Linked DNA regions of Mus musculus: region 2 is linked to region 1. A link is a contact called in public promoter capture Hi-C data. All regions are on one chromosome and are shown on one strand. Each heading gives the region's core, a stretch centred on a gene start, on an enhancer-like site or on the middle of the called end of the contact. The rest is flanking DNA. Distances are from core to core; before and after follow the strand shown.

What was found. Promoter capture Hi-C pulls out the DNA fragments that hold promoters and counts their contacts.
Region 2: a promoter capture Hi-C map of hippocampal neurons shows a contact between it and region 1, with 6 times the contacts expected there. The contact joins the promoter of Sinhcaf here to the promoter of Pthlh in region 1. A contact is called at or near these places in 3 of 39 promoter capture datasets (hippocampal neurons and liver) and 1 of 115 datasets of contacts at active chromatin or transcription factors (pancreatic cancer cells).

The regions. Positions count from the first base shown.
Region 1 is chr6:147,262,538-147,265,754 of GRCm38.p6, forward strand. It overlaps Pthlh (parathyroid hormone-like peptide), which reads right to left and starts at 1,476. Exons shown (of 4, transcript NM_008970.4): 1 at 1,048-1,476; 2 at 733-858. The coding sequence starts at 833.
Region 2 is chr6:148,944,764-148,947,980 of GRCm38.p6, forward strand. It overlaps Sinhcaf (SIN3-HDAC complex associated factor), which reads right to left and starts at 1,707. Exons shown (of 6, transcript NM_019643.4): 1 at 1,529-1,707. 3010003L21Rik (RIKEN cDNA 3010003L21 gene) reads left to right here and starts at 94. Exons shown (of 2, transcript NR_144294.1): 1 at 94-1,657; 2 at 2,174-2,366. RefSeq lists an enhancer at 1,870-1,904 and a cis regulatory region at 1,885-1,891.

The DNA.
Region 1 (3,217 bases), core at 226-2,725:
GACTCCGGATTAAAGAACCGTTAGCAATAATTCCAGGAAAAAGAAAGTTTCCACGCCTAAAGTCCATTTTGGAGACAAGCACACCCGCCTTCCTGAATGGTATCGATACTAAAGTTGGACGTTTGCCATTAAAAAGTTGTTACTACTAAATTATATAATATGCTTTGTTATGTAACACAGTCCTGTTTTATATGCTTAAAATTATGTCATTCATAATAAAACTAGACACAACGTTTTTGCTTTTCACACACAGACTGCCACCCACATTTAGACATATCCACTCGCTTGTGTGCGCGCACACACACACACAGACACAGACACACAGACACACACACAGACACACACACAGACACACACAGACACACACAGACACACACAGAGGCACACAGACAGTTCCTGAATCCCCCAGTTTCCTGCTGAGTTTCAGAACCTCTCGGTGGATAAAGTAACTTTGGTGGTTCCCTGCAGACAGATATCTTGCCGGCCCAGGTTCTGAAAAAGACTCCCTCTTATGGAAAGGCACATCAAACTTGTTTCGTGCCTGTCCATTTTGGGGTCTCACCAGCTCTCTAGATGGCTTTCCTGGGCTCAGCCCCTTGCTAGCAGGTACCCCGTGACTGTGTCCAACTCAGGTTGGGACCATCAGGGACCCCTAGGCTTCCTCAGCATCGCCCGCCTCAGCTGGCGCTGGTCTTCCCCACCCCTCACCCCAGGAGGAAGACCGGTACTTACAGCCTGCGGCCAAGCCCCTCCACCGAACGCCCGCGGGAGGGCACGGAGTAGCTGAGCAGGAATACCAGGACACTCCACTGCTGAACCAGCCTCCGCAGCATCGTGCCGCTCGCTGGCTCTGGGGACCTGCAAGAGTGGAACCCGAGGGTCAGTCCCGGCTCTCCATCTCTTCCTCGCACTGCCCCGCTCCCTCTTTTGGAACCCCGTGGCTTCCCAACAGCCACTCCAAAGTCGAGGGCATCTCACAAGTTAGGAGGAAAAAAGAAAACAAGAAAAAGAAAGCAAAAAAGTGTCTCCGAGCCCCTGAGCACTTACTTGTGTAGGAATCAGCGCCTCTAACTGCGCCTCTCTCAAACCGCACAGGCAAAAAGGGACCCGAGAGGGGAAAAAGCAATCAGAGAGCTTCCTCTGAAAGAAGAGCGAAAACCGGGCGTTTTACATAGGCGTCGGGGATGCGTGGCGCGTTGCTGTGGCTCCCATAGCAATGTCTAATTAGTCTTGGCGGCAGCACTCTGGGTCGTGGGGCAGGTCAAACCCCTCTTCAAACGCGGGTGTTCCTCAGGAGTCAGCTGTCCTGCGCACCGGGCCTCTGGGTGCACAGCCACTTGCGGCAGAGCGCGTATATATACATAGCTGTCGGTCTACCTCCTTCGGTGGGCTGGTTGCTTCCGGAAAGTTGATTCCACAACGCCCTTGAACAAGTTGCAGGCGCGCGTGTCGTGGATGCGAGGGCCAGGTGGCCGCGAGGGCGGGTTCCGGCAGCGGGGCGGAGCGGCCCAGCTGGGGCGGCGCAGGTTGGAGAGTAGCTGTGAGCCCAGCCCTGGAAGGTTCACACGCTCCGGGGCCAACCTGCTGAGAAGTGAGCGAGTCGCAAAGAGGTGGCGCCCGAGGAACGCGCGCCGGCGGAGCAGGCAGGGGTGAGCGGGCCGGCGGGGGCGGGGAGCACAGGGGAGCCCGGAGCCACGGAGCCCCACCCCAGTCCTGGCCCGCGTGGGCCGATCTGACGCTCTCCTCCTCCTGAACCGGCCTGCTGTCGCCTGAGTGGCAGGTCCAGGAGTCCAGGTCCCTACAAACAGCAAGGAGGAACCCCGGGTGGCCTGAGAATCCCAAGAGTCCCAAGCTCGCTTGCAAGCTCGCATTGCACTGCATTCCTGCCTGGTGTGGCCTTCTCCTGGGGAGGGGACTAAACCTAGCACCCAGAAGAGCAAAGGCGATTTTGGGTCTTACTGTTTGGGAAGGGTTGGGGACATCACGTCTGGAGCAGGTCCTAGAACGGGTGTGTGAGCAAGGAAGAAGACCCACTTTGTGATCACAGACGACCTGGAATGCGCAGAGTCCTTCTTTCTCACCTTCTTCTGATAACCTACTCTATGTCCTGATAAAGATTCACTGAGTGCCCATTTGCTTCAGCTTCTCAGTGCTGCTGGGCAGGGAGTGGGGGTGGGGGGTGGGGGAGAAAGTTGTGAGTTACTGATTGTGGGTCTAGAGGTGTGTGTGTGTGTGTGTGTGTGTGTGTGTGTGTGTGTGTGTGTGTGAATACTAGTTTCCCCCCAGGTCCTAGATCACGCTGAAATGAACATGGGAACCACTCAAAGAAGTTTGCCTTCTAGACAATACTGCTGGAAAATTTCATCTGACTCTCTAGGAGGCTAGTGTCACTCAAAGACCTTTGTCAGACCTGGGCTGTGATGCTCTACAGACTTCTGGGGTGGGTACTCCTAGGACTTCTCACCCCTCCCCTCCCCTAAGCCTTGCTGCTCGCCAGCAGTTAAAGCTTTCAGCTGTCTTGGGCGGGGTTCCCTCTCATCAGAAGCCCTTGTCTCTTTCCCTTGATTCCTTTAAACTTCATACTTGTAAAAAAAAAAAAAAAGTTGGCTTCTTCCCACCTTAAAAAGAAACCCGGGAATTTCCATAACGTCCTTTAAGTGGTTAAGAATTTGTAACTGTTAGACATGTTTACATGGCACGAAAAGAGAAAGTTTGAACCTGTGACACTCTGTGATAACCCTTCCCCAAAGATGCTGGAGCCCTAATTGATCTGGAGTGGGGAGCCCCATGAGAGGAAAAGAAGGGACTCACAAAGCAACCATTCTGCTGCGTTTCCTGAGACTTGCTTAACGTTAAACATGATATTTGCTTCACCACCAAGAAAAAAAAATCCAAAGGTACTTTGCCAAGTCTCAAATTACTTTGACTTAAAAATACTCCCCCAATAAAAGGCTGAAACAAAAACTAGACACACTGTGCGTTTAAGGCTGGAATCTATACACTACTTTGATTGATGTTGTTTTTTTCCTAATTAGACAAAATTGACCCTCCTTTCCCCCTTTTCCTTTCTCTACCCCATCACCCACCATCTTTTCTGAGGCTAATGGAAAAACATCATCCATTTTAAAAGAATTTCCTCTCCTGGAAACACAAAGAGAAACTATAGAGAAACTATGGACAATGAGGAATAAGTAGCTTTATCTCCTCAGAATTAAAC
Region 2 (3,217 bases), core at 457-2,956, 1.7 Mb after region 1:
CGGCCCGCGCCCCGCCGGCGCCGCCCGAAGGCCGCGCCTCTGCTCCCGGGCCGCTCCGCACGCTCGGCCTGACGTAATTCAAACATGGCAACAGTTCCACTTCAAAGGCGGATGCACGGACCTCCCAGACGCGGCCTCCCGTGCCTCGGAGCCCCGGCCACGCGTGCGTCCCGCCGAGCAGCGCTCCGTCGCTCCGCATGGGTGACCCGCAGGCCGAGGCGCCCCCACGGACACAGCCTCGCTGAGCCGCCGCTGAAGTTTCCGAGAGGACCTAAGGGACAAAAGCCGCCCCGCGCCCCGCCCGGCCCGCGCCGCTCGGGCACACGCGGCCCTTTGTTGTCCGGCGGCATCGGCGACGTCGGGGCGACCCGGACCCGCGCCCGGGGACCCACGCGAGCTCGGGTATCCTGAGCCACTGGTCCCTGGGGCCAAACTTTTGCGGAGTCCCGGATGAGAAACGCCCAGAGGTCCCCGCCGCCGTGCATATGCTGCGAGTTGGCGACTTTCGCTGTGCTTTGGAAACTGGCAAGACGCCATCACCAGGAAATCACATTGTCCTGCTCCCGACAGCCCCGACGGCGACCGCAGCCCGCGGCTCACTCCGAGCTGGACACTGAGATGTAGCACGGTCGCGGCCCTAAGCACGTGGCTTGTCAGGTGAAGCACACACAACAAAAAGGGAAAAAAAAAAAAAAAAAAAGAGTTGGGTGCCTCAAGCAGCGGACCGCGCCGCCGCCTTCATCCGCACTGTTTGGTGCCGCGGGCCACGGCCACCCCTCCCGTGTCGCCCGCACCCACGCTACAGGTGACCAGACGGACAGCGAACTTTGGGCTGCAGAGACCACTCGGCACCGGCCGAGTGCAAAGACCGCGTGCTGCGCGCTCATTGTCGCAGCCGCGTCCCTGCGGACTTCTCCAACAACGCCACGCCGCGTGCGTCGCGCCATCCCGGCGCTGGCCCTCACCAGCTGCCTTCAGCCTGTGTGGCCGCCGGCTCCAGGAACTGGCAAGTTAGTTTCCGAGCTCCGGCTTTGTTGTTCACCCGCGTGCAAACACCGTCGCGAGCGCCGGGGTAGCGCAACACGCGGGTGCACGCGGAGCCCAAGCCCCTGGCCAGAGCAGAGCCCACACGGGATCTGCGACCCCGACCCTGCTCTCCGGGTCTGCAGGAAACACTACGACCTAGAAAAGTCATTGTCACTTTCAGCGTGGATGCAAGTCCGCCGCAGCTCGTTCGTTTCCACGCTGCACTCACTTTCCCCACACCCTGACTTTCGGTTTACCTCAAATATCCTCCTCAATTAAGAAGCGCATCTCCAACGCCTCTGTACAAAAGAATCTGGAGTCCGGAGAGCACGAGGGCAGCGCTCCCCGCAATGCCATCTCCAAGACAAAACTTCCTGTGTGTTTGTGTATGGGAAGGACGGAGGAGGCGGGGGAGGTAAAGGGAGGAAAGAAAAAAAAAAAATCACAGAAAACAAAACCTCGGAGACAGTTTTGCACCGATGTCCGGACTAGAATCACTCACCTTCCACGCGCAGCAGCGTCCCCACGGTGCAAACTGCACCAGGCCAACCTCCTGCAAGCACTCCCTCCGCCAGCGCCGAGTCCAGAAAGATTGTCTCCAGCAGTTCTTCAGTTGCTACCGCGAACGGAGGTATAGATTCCGCTTTCCCTCTGCGCAGGCGCGGCTCCCGGGACCAAATTCTCTTGAATCGAGCTGATTTGCATACGGGCGCGTGCGCGCCGCGGGCTGGGCGGGGAGAGGGCAGGGCGTCCGCGCGCGTTCCCGCGGCCTCTATTGTCCTTTTAAGGGGAGAAGCGGCGAGGCGCGGGAAACGCGGCGGCCCGCGGGGACGGGGGCGGGTCCTGCCTACTCCGCAACGTCACGTAAACAAACGCCCTCCCCAGCCCCCGGGGGAAAAGGAGGCGACGCGGGGGCGTGGCAGGACGCGAAAGGTGTAAAGGTGAGCGTTGTCCTCACCGAATGGCACCCCTTAGGAAGCTACTGAGCTTGGAAAGTTCTGGAAGCTGCTTTTGCAGCATTCGCGCACCTATGCCCAGTTTCTGGCTTGAGGTGGCAGAGAAAGTTGTCGTGGAACCACTCAGTTTGTACTTGTTCCTGCCTTTCCTAAACTCTGTTTGAAGGTGAGCTTTACATTTTGTCTTTCAGGGCCTGCCTGGCTTGTGAGACTGCTCAACTGGTACTTTCAAGTCTGATCACCTGAAGGCAATAACCAACTTCTGCAAATTCGCCCCGCGCACCACATGCACACACAAATTAAAATTTCAATTCTCCAACAGAGTTTTCGTTCTTTGGGGCTTTGATGATAAATTGTTTAATAAAGTCGCATTTTGAAATGGTCCATTCAGTAATTCCGTCTTGTCCCTCTCAAACATGACCCAACCCATAACTGAGTGGTTTTGCTTTGCTCACTTGAACTGAAGTTTTCAAGCCTCTGCGAATTTCATGGTGGTAATTACCGTGGGAATGGTGCCACTTTCTGAAAACACACAAATCCTCCAGCCGTGAAGAGCTCCTCTGCCCAGAAAAACCACTTGTGAGGGGAGAAAGTGGAAGCAAAATACACACTATTCCTTGTGGAATATACGATAATCGAACATCAAAATGTTTCTAAAGAAAACCTAAAAGGGAGGTGATTGTAGAAGAAAGGGAGTAATCTAGAGAAAACAAAGAATAGGGAGGTTCCAGACAATGAGGAGGGAGGAAAAAGGAGGAAGACGCTTAAGTAACTTTTCAGATGAAAAAGTAAGAAATGAAAATATAATTGTGATACTCCTTAAGCCCAGCGACCCATAACACCTGGTTCAGTGATCCTGGGAGGATAGGTAGGAAAGAGAATGTTTTTTCACCAAAACTTGATACTGGTCCTTTGCTGCAAAGTATGGAAACCAACTATAAAAACAAACAAAAAAAAAAAAGACAAGATTCACTGCTTTTGCTGTATGCAGATTCAAACAAATATTTCTGAAATGCTACTTTAATTCAATAGCCAATTCCTAAAACACAGTTTAAACCTACTTGTGAAGACCTCAACGTTTTTTTTTTTTAAAGTTCTGTAACACTCTTCCTGTAAAGGAGTAAAATAAATAAACCTGACAACTGTCACTAAAATACAACTCTTAAAGGCAAAGATTTTTCCCTTATGTTTGTATTCAGGCACCTAAAACAATGCTCACCACATGATGGATTCTT